Linked DNA regions of Pan troglodytes: region 2 is linked to region 1. The links are chromatin contacts, called in public Hi-C maps. All regions are on one chromosome and are shown on one strand. The core of a region is the stretch at or near the end of the contact, and the rest is flanking DNA. Distances in the headings are between cores, read along the strand shown. Region 1 overlaps LOC107974792 (a long non-coding RNA gene). Region 2 holds the start of ENO1 (enolase 1).

What was found. A called contact is a pair of places that touch in the nucleus more often than the background predicts.
Region 2: a contact with region 1 is called in a Hi-C map of induced pluripotent stem cells, with 1.6 times the contacts expected there. The contact joins the promoter of ENO1 here to the enhancer-like site in region 1. A contact is called at or near these places in 1 of 7 Hi-C or Micro-C datasets (induced pluripotent stem cells) and 1 of 1 datasets of contacts at active chromatin or transcription factors (stem cell-derived excitatory neurons).

The regions. Positions count from the first base shown.
Region 1 is chr1:223,090,957-223,097,521 of NHGRI_mPanTro3-v2.0_pri, forward strand. LOC107974792 (a long non-coding RNA gene) reads left to right here. Exons shown (of 3, transcript XR_001717806.4): 2 at 6,527-6,565. Among named protein-coding and RNA genes, the nearest start is that of CA6, 27 kb to the left of the region's middle. Within about 2 kb of position 4,000, at least 1 of the 24 cell types and tissues checked has an H3K27ac peak or open chromatin away from gene starts, as enhancers often do. A contact at or near this core is called in induced pluripotent stem cells, where this site is marked.
Region 2 is chr1:223,127,694-223,134,258 of NHGRI_mPanTro3-v2.0_pri, forward strand. ENO1 (enolase 1) reads left to right here and starts at 3,301. Exons shown (of 11, transcript NM_001220779.1): 1 at 3,301-3,394; 2 at 6,216-6,311. The coding sequence starts at 3,310.

The DNA of each region.
Region 1 (6,565 bases), core at 2,750-5,249:
TATTTGTTTGACTATCTGTTTTCGGTTCTTCGGGGTGCGTACCTAGGAATGTAATTGCTGGGCCATAGGATAAGTCTGTTTAACTTTTTGAAGAACTGGTGATAGATTTTTAGACCCCTCGAAATTAATAGAGAATTTTATTTAGACCAGCACCACATTTTCCCAAATGAACAGTTGATTTTTTTTTCCCCTTGAGCAATTTTCTTTATTATGTATATCTGACTTGTTAGCTCGGTCTCGAAGTACCCATGGGAATGAATGCAGATGGACAGGATAAAAGAACCCATTCAGGGGAAAGTTAATTTGCCTAAAGATTCCCTGTTGCTATCTGTTTAGCTTGAGTGACAGCTCAGCAAACAGAAATCTTTGCTCCAAATCTTTGTTATGATCTCTGTCATAACATTTTGTTTGAAAATCGCCTCCAGACCTAAAATGAATTTGAGCAGCCAATGTGAATTAATTAAGCTGAAAAGAACTCTCAGAACAATGATTTCTCTGATGTGTTTTTATCCAAACCTTCCAGGTCACTAATTTGTCCTGTTTTCTTTAAAAGGAGAAAATAATGAAGGGGTGTATTTGGTGCCCTCTACAGTAAAATATCTTTGATATCAGTGGAGAAGGAGCTGCTTGGCATAAATGAATGTTCTTGAAAACTCGAGATGACCCCTTTAAACTCACATTATAAATCTGTTACCCTTTTTGGATGAAAAGTTTTCTAAAACCAAGTGCTCAATTTCCTGGCTCGTTTGGTTCAGATGTTACCCACTGTGTTGACAACAACCATTTTTGCTTGATTGTTTTGATACAGTCTCGCTCTGTCGCCCAGGCTGGAGTGCAGTGGCATGATCTGGGCTCACTGCAACATCCGCCTCCTGGGTTCAAGCAATTCTCATACCTCAGCCTCCCGAGTAGCTGAGACTATAGGCACACGCCATCATGCCTGGCTAATTTTTTGTATTTTTAGTAGAAATAGGGTTTCGCCATGTGGGCTGGTCTCGAACTGCTGACTTCAAGTGATCTGCCAGCCTTGGCCTCTCAAAGTCCTAGGATTATAGGTGTGAGCCACCGCACCCGGCCAATTTCCTGCCTTCTTAAACAGAAGATGCTGTGTATGATGAACATTATTTGTTGGACTAACTTTGAGCTCAGTGGTCTTCTCAAGAGCTCAGAGCTTGAAAAGGGTGCCTGTAATTTACTTCAAAAACCCTCAGCACGAACTGTACGTGTCACTTAACTTCAGCCTGCTTTCTAGCGGCAGTCAGCGCTGCGGAATTGGGAGCGCGAAATTCCAGGGGTGATTAGAACCTACATTTGAAAGACTCAACAAAAGCCACTCTAGCTCTATCTCCAATCCACACCAGATGGTTTGTTAATTAGCACAATGAAAGCTAAGAATGATTTTTCATTGATAAAATGAGTAGTGTTCAAGGCCATTGAACCAGCACCAATTACTCTCTATGGTCTAGATGCCCCTGCCTTTGTATGAGCAAATCCAGTGAGCCCTGGATGTCATTTTAATTTTCAAGTAGCCATACTTTCGAAAAGTAAAAAGAGCTGGGCGCATGGCTCAAGCCTGTAATCCCAGCACTTTGGGAGGCCGAGGTGGGTGGATCACCTGAGGTCAAGAGTTCAAGACCAGCCTGACCAACATGGTGAAACCCCATCTCTATTAAAAACACAAAAATTAGCCGGGCATGGTGGCACGCACCTGCAATCCCAGCTACTTGGGAGGCTGAGGCAGGAGAATCACTTGAACCCGGGCGGCGGAGGTTGCAGTGAGCCGAGATCACACCACTGCACTCCAGCCTGGGCGACTGAGTGAGACTCCGTCTCAAAAAAAAAGAAAAAAGAAAATTAAAAGTAAAAAGAAACAGAGATGCAAAGGCCCAGACCTCATGTCTCAATTTGGGACCAGAGCTTCATTGCAGAATCGGCCACAGTTCCAACAACACTGGGTTCTCCCTCTGCCAGGTCCTGCCTTCCTCACTACCTGGGGGAGCCTTTTCCGAGAGAGACACCCCCAGGCAGCCTCTGTAGAGTGTTTCATGGGACACCAGGACTCAGCTCAGTTTAGGAAGTTCTCCGTCTATGGGGTGAGCCTCTGCAGTCTGCAACACCATCCCCCTACCACGTGGGTAACGCACAGGAGAGGAGCATGCTCGGAGGGAAACCAGAAGGGTTATTTCTCAGGTGGAAACCAGTCTCACTCCACGTGTTTGCCAAAGCCAGAATGGGGCTCTGCAGTCCTGACGCTTTGGTCTTTAGAAGGTAGACAATATGAGCTCACTAAGAAAACAAACCAAGGAGTAAGTTATCTGCACTTTTTAGAAAACACGCACACGGTCAGGTGCAATGGCTCACTGCTCTTGGCCAACCTGTTAAATTCCAGGATTTGGGGAGGCTGATGGGAGGATTGCTTGAGGCCAAGAGTTTGAGGCTGCCATGAGCCACGATTATGCCACTGCACTACAGCCCGGGCAACAGAGCAAGACCCTGACTCAAATTTTAAAAACTTTTTAAAGAAAAGAAAACACACCCACACCCACCCACCCCAACACACACACACACACACACACACACAACAATCAGTAAGAATAACACTGGGATGCCCGGGTGCGTTGGCTCACACCTGTAATCCCAGCACTTTGGAAGGCCAAGGATGGCGGATCACTTGAGACCAGGAGGTTGAGACCAGCCTGGCCAAAATGGTGAAACCCCATCTAATTTTTGTCACCCCATTTAATCTTTGTAAACATACAAAAATTAGCCAGGTGTGGTGGCACACACCTGTAGTCCCAGCTACTCGGGAGGCTGAGGTAGGAGAATCGCTTGAACCTGGGAGACGGAGGTTGTGGTGAGCCGAGATCGCGCTCCTGCACTTCAGCCTGGGCGAAAGAGCGAGACTCAGTCTCAAAAAAAAAAAAAAAAAAAGAAGAAGAAAGAAGAACACTGGGATGATTTCTGAGGAGTTTCCCACGTAGTAAACTGTAGTTTTAAAATACTCAGTGAGAATAGCAAGAATCTTCTAGAGACCTTAATCACCCTGGGTCTTTGGGCCACTTTCAATCAGCCCAACCTCAGAGATGACAACAACAAAGTTGGCCAACCAGTGGACCAGGGTCCCCTGGGGGTCACCCCTGACACAGTCTCCCATCCACTGCGGTCCCCTGAGTTGGCACTGCCTGCCTCCCAGATGGTGGACTCACTCAAGACACCCGAGCTCATATAAAACCTACCCAAGGGGCCCTCCAGGACAGGCAAAGACATTACTGCACAGTTTGGGGAGGTTTTTGTTGTTTTTGTTGCTTTTTTTTACTGCCCAGTCTTTAGAGACCCCTCCCTGGGAGACTGAGATGGTTAATTAATCAAAACAACACTATTCACAAGTTTTGAACTTCCTGTTCGGCCACTGTCCAGTTGATTCCTGCACACTCGATTCACCTCTCAGAGTCCTTCGGGTTGAATTATGTAAGCCTTTTTCTAAATAATCAAAGGAACTTGTGGAAGCATGCCCTGGCCAGCCCTTAGCACCCCACTGGGGAAGACAATGTAAAAAGAGACTGAAGAGAGTGGAGTGCTTGTATTTACCTCTGGAGCCCTTGGGCCACTCTGACTAACAAAAGAACTCCTCCCAAAACAAACCCTTCCCCTTAAAAAAGGGAAAGAAGAGTGGATCCTCCCAGCCCCTCTAGGGGGTCTACCTAGATTGTGGTTCATAGGCGGAGGAGGGAGGAACTGCCCCAGGGAACACAGGATGTCACTGCCTCTTGCCTGGCCACCCTTTAACGTATCTGATCTGAGTCCTAGCTACAGGCAAACAGGTGTGGGCTCCGGAAATTGTACACTACAAGGAATACATGCCTTTTGTTAAAACAAAGCAAAATGAAATGAAATAAAATGAAGGAATAAATAAAATATCCAAGCAATGTGTAGAGAAGCAAAAGCAAATCCCTCCGCTTCCTGTCTTCCCTCCAGCTCCCTCTGCAGAGAGAGCCGCTGTTGACCTGTTAACCACGTGGTCATGCCCTTCTGCAGACTCCAGATGCACAGTCACGCACACACGCAGGTGGACTATTACACACATGGTTCAGAGGTTTGATTTTTTCACTTTCTGTATTATGGACACTTTTCCACGATGTACATACACTGTAGATCAACCTCATCGGTTTTTTGTTTTGTTTTGAGACAGGGTCTGGCTCTGTCGTCCAGGCTGGAGTGCAGTGGTGTGATCTCAGCTCACTGCAACCTCTGCCTCCTGGGCTCAAGTGATCCTCCCACCTCAGCCTCCAGAGTAGCTGGGACTACAAGCATGCCACCAAGCCCACCCAGCTAGGTTCTGTATTTTTTGTAGAGATGGGATTTTGCCGTGTTGCCCAGGTTGGTCTCGATCTCCTGAGTGAAAGTGATCCCCGCCGCACCCCCACCCCCTCCATCCCCCACCACACTTGGCCAACCTCATTGTTTTAATTGTTGAAACACATTCAGTATTTTGTATGTACCGGAGTAGAGTATTGATGAGGAAATCGCCCATTTCCTTCCTTGCACGTCTGTGCTCAATGGTGGCACATTCTCTCCTCAGTCTCAGCCAGCTCTGCTGCTTTAAATATCACCTCCCAGATGTCTGTCTCCAGCCTGACCTCTCCTCCCACCTCCAAGACTTGGAATCCCAACCACCTTCTCAGCCTCCCCCTGGAGGTCTAGCAGGCATCTCCAACCTGCCACCTTCCTCATTCTCCAGCTCCATTCCCCTCCTTGTCTTCCCCATCTCAGCAAATGCTATCACCAGTAGCTCATACCAGTCATCCCACCCATCAGTAAGACTGTGGGCTCTCCCTCCAAACACATGTCCTGAATCCAACCATTGCTTCCCACTTCAGCTGCTGCAACTCTAGTCCAAGCAGGATCTTTCTCCTGAAAGATCACCACCAGGTTCTTGTGTTCACTCCTATTTTCTACAGTCCAAGGAAAGCATTCTAAAGGTGAATCCAGGCCAGGCGTGGTGGTGCATGCCTGTAATCCCAGCTACACAGGAAGGTGAAGCAGGAGACTCGCTTGAACCCAGCAGGCAGAGGTTGAAGTGAGCAAAGATCGAGCCACTGTACTCCAGCCTGGGGAACAGACAGAGCGAGACTCCGTCTCAAAAAAAAAAAAGATGAATCCATTGCCCTTCTCTTCTTAAAACCATGCAATGGTTTCCCATTAGAACCAGAACAGAATTCAAACCCCTTACCATGGCCCACAAGGTCCTATAGGATCCAATCCCCGCCCACCTCTCCTCTCCAGATGGTTGTATAAAACTGTGGCTAGCTCTGCCGATTTCTGAGCATTGACCGTAGTATACTCCTGGTCGTGTGGTGGTGAATGTGGTTTGGTTTAGGCGTCCGGGGATTGCATCTGTTTTTAGGCCTAATGTAGGGACAGTTCATGAGTGTAAGACGTCTTGTGATGTGATTATTAAGTCAGTGGGGTCCTCCAGGAAGTGAGCACTCAGGTGGACTTAGGAATGCAAGAGTGTATTGGGGCCAGGTGCTGTGGCTCACGCCTGTAATCCCAGCAGTTTGGGAGGCCGAGGTGGGTGGATCACGAGGTCAAGAGATCGAGACCAGCTTGGCCAACATGGTGAAACCCCCTCTCTACTAAAAATACAAAAATTAGCTGGGCATGGTGGTGTGCTCCTGTAGTCCCAGCTACTTGGGAGGCTGAGGCAGGAGAATCGCTTGAACCCGGGAGGCAGAGGTTGCAGTGAGCCGAGATCGCACCACTGCACTCCAGCCTGGCGACAGAGTGAGACTCCGTCTCAAAAAACAAAAAACAAAACAAAACAAAAAAGAGTGTATTGGGACTACACGTTGGGTATGGTTTGTGCTTCCTGGGTGACGGGGGTACCAAAATCTCAGAAATCACCATTAAAGAACTTATCCATGTAACCAAAAACCACCTATTCCCCAAAAACTATTAAAATAAAAGGGTATATTGGGGGTAGCAGCTGTGAAAGAAAAAGCAGGAGAGAGCGGGATTTATCAGGGAGAGTCTCAGATGATGATGCAGAACCGTCTTGGCTAATCCAACGGGGAGCTCTGGAGCAAATACAGGCCATCAGTACAGCCCCGTTGGGCAGAAATGACCAGGCCTGGTATCCCAGCATGCTTAGTCATTGTCTTGGGGCTACCCAGGCAGAGCATGGCCTTGGCTCAAAAACTGGAGGCCTGGTGGGTGCAGTGGCTCCCATCTGTAATCCCAGCACTTTAGGAGGCCAAAGCGTGAAGACTGTTTGAGCCCTGGAATTTCAGACCAGATCACTCATGCTATTGTTTGTGTGATAACTAGCCAGAGCCCATCCCTTTGTTTTGGCCCATCCCTTTGTTTCCTGTAGGGAATACTTTTAGTTAATCTATAATCTATAGAAATAATGCTTATCACTGGCTTGCTGTCAATAAACATGTGAGTCAAGCTCTGAAGGCTGTGAGTCCCCTGATCTCCCACTCCACACTCTATATTTCTGTGTGTGTGTCTTTAATTCCTCTAGTGCCGCCGGGTTAGAGTCTCCACGACTGAGCTGGTCTCG
Region 2 (6,565 bases), core at 2,051-4,550, 36 kb after region 1:
GCCAAGTGTAAGGTTTTTGGGATAGACGCAGACTTAGCGGCGGTGGCCACTCAGGCCAGGCCCTTCCTAAAATGGAGGAGGGCGGCGAGAGTGGAGATGGCCACGAGGCTGCGGCCCCCTCCCCCACCGGTAGCCCCCGCCTCTCGCCCGCGCTCGCGGCCCGCGCTTCTGCCTAGTAAGCGGTGACTCATTTAACTCCGAGAAGGCACCTCTTGAGGAACCTGCAGCAGAGCCGTTAGATCATTGGCAAGTCCTCCAGGCGACCTCGCCCAAGTTGGGCAAGAGCGGCTCCCCGGCTGGCCACCAAAAACCGGGCCTGATCTGATTTTTTTTTTTTTTTTTTTTTTTTTTTTGAGTTTTGCTATTGTTGCCCAGGCTGGAGTGCAATTGCGCGATCTCGGATCTCGGTTCACCGCAACCTCCGCCTCCTGGGTTCAAGCGATTCTCCTACCTCAGCCTCCCGAGTAGCTGGGATTACAGGCATGCGCCACCACGCCCGGCTAATTTTGTTTTTTTGTTGTTGTTGTTGTTGTTTTAGTAGAGGCGGTGTTTCACCATGTTGGCCAGGCTGGTCTTGAACTCCCGACCTCAGGTGATCCGCCCGCCTCGGCCTCCCAAAGTGCTGGGATTACAGGCGTGAGCCACCGCGCTAGGCCAAGAAGGATGTATTTTAAGAAAGCTTCCTGTTCAATGTTCCCCTGCTCTGTGCGCTTCTCTGGGCGGTAGGGTCCATTGCTTCACTTGCCTTTCAGGCCCACCCGGGCCCTGACTGCTCCATTCGTTTACCGTGACCCTAATTCGGGGTTCCATCCGGGCAGCTAAAAAAGCTGTGAATGGTCCGGGCGCGGTGACTCAACGCCTGTAATCCGAGCACTTTGGGATGCCGAGGTGGGCCTCCTCAGGATCACCTGAGGTCGGGAGTTAGAGACCAGCCTGACCAACGTGGTGAAACCCCGTCTCTACTGAAAATACAAAAATCGACCAGGCGCGGTGGCTCACGCCTGTAATCCTAGCACTTTGGGAGGCCGAGGCGGGTGGCTCACGAGGTCAGGAGATCGAGACCATCCTACTCTACTAAACCCCATCTCTACTAAAAATACAAAAAATTAGCCGGGTGTGGTGGTGGGCGCCTGTAGTCCCAGCTACTCTGGAGGCGGAGCCTGCAGTGAGTCGAGATCGTGTCACTGCACTCTAGCCTGGGCGAAAGAGCGCGACTCCGTCTCAAAAAAAAAAAAAAAATCACCTGGGCGTAATGGCAGGCGCCTGTAATCCCAGCTACTCGGGAGGCTGAGACAGGAGGCTGAGGTTGCAGTGAGCCACAATGGCGCCATTGCACTCCAGTCTGGGCGACAACAGCGAAACTCCGTCTCAAAAAATTAAAAAAAATCACACTTTATTTTCACATCCTAAGACGTTTGTCTTTTTTTTTTTCTGAGACGGAGTCTCTCTGTCGCCCAGGCTGGAGTGTAGTGGCGCGATCTCGACTCACTGCAAGCTCCACCTCCCGGGTTCACACCATTCTTCTGCCTCAGCCTCCTCTCCTGACCTCGTGATCCACCCTCCTCGGCCTCCCAAAGTGCTGGGATTACAGGCGTGAGCCACCGCGCCCGGCCAAGACTTTCGTCTTAAGTCACTAAAATGAAAACAAAAATACTGAGGCACCCTAATAAAATTGCCTTTAAAAGTATGACTGAAGTACACAAAGTATACCACAGTGGTGGCCTGGAGATGGGGCAGGGGGATATTGACTGGAAATGGCCTGAGATAACTTTTTGCAGTGATGGAAATGTTACTCGGGTATATAATTTGCCAAAATGCAAAATTAAATCTAAAAATAAGTTTAAACAAATTTGCCTTTTTGGAACCTAGTAAAAAGTAAGTACCTTTTTTTGGCTAATGAATAAAACTCCATTGTTACATAGACAACAAAGCCACAGAAGTGACTTCAGTAAATAATTTTGAAAGTTAAAAACCTGCCACTTGCCACCTCAGGACATTCCAGAGAAGATGTTGGAGGGGAGCCCAGGTAGATAATGGCTTTAAACACTAAGTTCCTCTCACCCACCTCAGTTCTATAAGTTGTTCAGTTAGTTTCTTTGGAGAGTGCCAAGGAAAAAAGTAAGAACGGGTTTTTCTTTGAGGAATTGGTATTTGTTGTTCATTACTGGAAATTCTTGTATTTTTTTTTAAGGTGGTGTTAAAGGAAGCCCCTTCCCTTGAAGTATCCTGGTGTTCAAAGAATCTTTCCTCTATTTACAAATTATAAAACCCCGTTGGGAAGAAATAATTAGATGTCATTATTGGCTGGTCCTGGTGGCTTACCCCTATAATCATCCTAGCATGCTTTGGGAGGCCAAGGCAGGGGAGGATCGCTTGAGCCCAGGAGTTTGAGAGCAGCCTGGGCAGCATAGTGAGACCGCCATCTCTTTAAAAAGTAACTAAAATAAAATAAAGATGTTATCATTAATGACATAACAACACTGAAGACCCAAGTACTGTGAAATTGGAAAGTCCCAGGAAGTGGCAGTAGCCAAGATCACACGGTCCAAGGACTTCATTGTTCCTGACTTCCAAACTCAGAATTTCTGATCAAATACCTACTAAGTGAATATTAATCTGAAGAATTATGTCCAAACTTCATTCACTATTTTGTTTTAATTCTGCTACAAGCAAGGTTTTCCCCTGGTCCCGCCACCCTCTTTTTGGCCCTAGGTGGTTTTGCTTGTGACCTTCATGTCTGTTCTTGGTTCCTTTCCATTCCCATGCCAGCCCTCATTGTTCACTCATGACAATAGCCAGTTTCAGACAGCTCCTGGGCCACTCTGCGTCCAGCAACACATTCATCTTTCTATTTGGATTTGATTCTCCCTGGGCACACACATTTGTGGGCTTTTTCTCTCTTTTTTTTTTTTCTTTTTTCTTACAGAACAAGACCTCAGTTGCTAGGGTTTAACCCATTTATGCCAGAGGTTGCAAATCTTTTTGTGAAAAATCAGACCTTGGCAATGACTTGAACAGTCGGATAAAAATAACTCCCACGCCCTTAGCGTTCCAATAATGGAACACTAGGCATAAATAGGTTAAGGCCTTCCGCAGCTAGGCCCTAACTACTTAATTAGGAGAATTCCCACTGCTTTCCAGCAGGCTTTTTCCCCCACCCTAGCCAGCTTTCCTACATCCAGTATTTAGTTCAGTGCTGATTCTTTCTAGTCCACGAACCTCGGAAGTGATTCCTTGAATGAGTGAGGAAATGCAGCATTATGGCTTATGGAAAACATGAACTGTGTGTTTCTTCTACAGAAGTTCACCATGTCTATTCTCAAGATCCATGCCAGGGAGATCTTTGACTCTCGCGGGAATCCCACTGTTGAGGTTGATCTCTTCACCTCGAAAGGTATGTGCCACCTCCTTGGTTTCCATGGTTCCTTCCACCATGCTTCATTTTAAAATTTTTCTACAAATGCTGGAGCCTTAGGAAAAAAAAAATCTGTTAAAGCTTTTCTTTCTGTCTGCACATGCTAGTAGGTTGTGATTCCTGACTGTGAGGGTTGGGGGATTTTTAGGCATGGAGCCAGTGTCTTGCTGCTTCTCGGCTTATTTTTTTCTTTTCTTTTTTTTTGAGATGGAGTCTTGCTCTGTCACCCAGGCTGGAGTGCAGTGGCATGATTTCAGCTTACTGCAACCTCTGCCTCCCAGGTTCAAGCAATTCTTCTGTCTCAGCCTCCCAAGTAGCTGGGACTACAGGTGTGCACCACCACACCTGGCTAATTTTTGCATTTTTGGGAGAGACAGGGGTTTCACCATATTGGTCAGGCTGGTCTCGAACTCCTGACCTCACTCAGGTGATCTGCCCGCCTCTGCCTCCCAAAGTGCCGGTATTATAGGTGTGAGCCACCCCGCCTGATCCTGCCAGGTCCTTGGCTTAAAACCACATAAGTTGGCTCCTAAGTCAGTGAGGTAAGGAAGTAAGGTGATACCACAAGACCTTGTCCCTAAAGGAGCCCATCACTAGTTGTTGGTTGACAGCTTGCTGTGACCAAATGCGGAGATACAGTGTGATAGGATGGTATCTCTTGATAAGGGGAGGGATAGCAGGAGTGAATATAGCACCTTTATCTTTGTGACTAGAAATCAGTCTTCAGCAAGGATCAAGGACAGTTTTTACCTGTAGGCTTTGGAATAGTCCGGAGGCTCTCATTTTTACCTGGCTGTCAATCCCCATAGGAGGAGTTTTCTTATGAAAAAATTAGAGAATTGTGAAACTCCTTCCTTTAAGAAGAAAATCCAGTGCCTTTATAGCTCTATGTTACCTCCAGCACATGGCGCGATGGACAGAGTGGGTGAGGTTGGCAAAGGAGCTTCAGGCAGAATCACTCAGCAGTGCTAAACTCACAGAGAACTGCCAGTCGGAGCTGAGTCACCATCTGTGAGTCACAGGCCTAGCAGTGGAACCCCAGCCCTTCCCTTCCCCTTGCATTTCCCCTGCCCCTCCGGAAGAAAGGATCGTTGAGGCCTGACTTCGTTGGGCAAAAGAATGCCTGAGTTGGCTGCTTGCTGTGTGGGCTCTCAAGCACAGTGGGGTTTTTCACTGGCTTTATGGGGAACCCTGAGGGTTCTCACAGGATGCCAAGAATTCCCTTCATCCAGTAAGAGTGGTTTGCTTAGTCAATGGATGGAACTTTCTACTTGGATATTAATGAACTTTAAGCAACAAAAGACCCCAGACGCTAGAAGATTGTTGGGAGTTGGATATTTTGAAATTGAAATGCATGGAACTTTCTCTTGTGTGTCTTAATCCTTTTCAAAAAACATGAAATGATGGACTTGCTCAGAACCTTTCATCTCTCTCTCTCCCTGTCTCATCAACTTTTTTAGAGCAGTTTTAGGTTCACAGCAGAAGCAGGCGGAAGGTGCAGAGGTACATAAACCCACGAGTACCCACTGCCTTTGCACATGCGCAGCCCCCCCATTGTCAGCATCCCCACTAGAGTGGTCAACATACGTGAACACGTTATTATCACCAAAAGTCTGTACACTCCAAGCCTCTTGTTTTCATCTTGTCTTTGCCTGATCCAGTGTAGGGTGGATATGTAGGGAGCCAGGGCAGGTTTCAAGAAGGAAGTATGACCTGTTGATAGCGCACACTGCAGTGCGGCAGGGAAGGCTGCTGGGTCCTTTGCTAGAAATATCTTGTTGGTTTCTCTGCAACATCTTCCTTGACACCATCTGTTCTTTTGCCTCCACCAAAGATTGCCCTTGTTACAGGTATAGGTTTCGCCAGATGGCTGGTTCCAGTATCTGCAGGATGACTTGCTTCAGTTCTTACCTTTATTAAGCTGCGCATTTTATCATCTTTATTCCTTCCCCCCACATCCATCCTGTTTGCCAGTTTCCAGTTGGGCATAGAACCCCTAAAATAGCATTTAGCATTGTCCAAACTGAAACAAATGAGCTAGATACTCCTCCTGAGCCAGTTAAATTACCCTAATTTTATGCTTAACATCAATATAGTACCTGTCTGGGCATGGTGGCTCATGCCTGTAATCCCAGCATTTTGGGAGGCCGAGGTGGGCAGATCACCTGAGATCAGGAGTTCAAGACCAGCCTGGCCAACATGGTGAAACCCCATCTTTACTAAAAATACAAAAACTAGCCGGGCGTGGTGGCACGCTGCTGTAGTCCCAGTTGCTGGGGAGCCTGATGCAGGAGAATCGCTTGAACCCAGGAGGTGGAGATTGCAGTGAGCCAAGATCATGCCATGCACTCTAGCCTGGGGGATAGAGCGAGATTCTGTCTCAAAAGAAAAAAAAAAAAGTACCAGAACGTCTTCAATGCCCTGTGTGGCTCGCATTGGATTTCTCTTGGGCAGTGCTGCTGGAGTAATCCACAGGGCACCAACGCGAGCTTGTGAGGGATGCATATTTGCCTGGGTCAGAATCTGCATTTTAACAAGACCCCCAGGTGGCATGTAGGCTCTGCTGTAGAACACTTTCTTTCTGCTAGAGGAATTAGTCATCTTTGCAGTAAGTTCTGCAGTACAGGATCATAAACATGTGAAAGGCATGAAGAACAGCCCAGAGCGTTTAATTCACACAGCTGGTAGGAGGAAGAAACAGCTCCCTAATGACAAATGCATCTGTGGGCGGGAGGGGACTTGGGATTGTGCTGGAACTGGATTTCTGAATTGCTACCACATCTTTTTTCCTCTCATCCAGGTCTCTTCAGAGCTGCTGTGCCCAGTGGTGCTTCAACTGGTATCTATGAGGCCCTAGAGCTCCGGGACAATGATAAGACTCGCTATATGGGGAAGGGTAAGCCTTAGAACCCACAGCCCACGGCCTCCCTGCTTCCAGCCCCGTTCCTGGCCTTGCCCAGTCCTGTCCTCTCTGGGTGGCACTTGCACTTGCAGGTTTATGGCAGGTAAACCTGCTGTGACCCATGATGTTGATGGAAGCAGTGCACCACCTTGTGGACAGGAAAGTTGGTGTGTGGATTCCGGGGTTCCCGAGCCTGCATGCTCTGGGTCGAGAGTTCCAATGCTTGTTTCTATTGCAGTTTGTTCCCA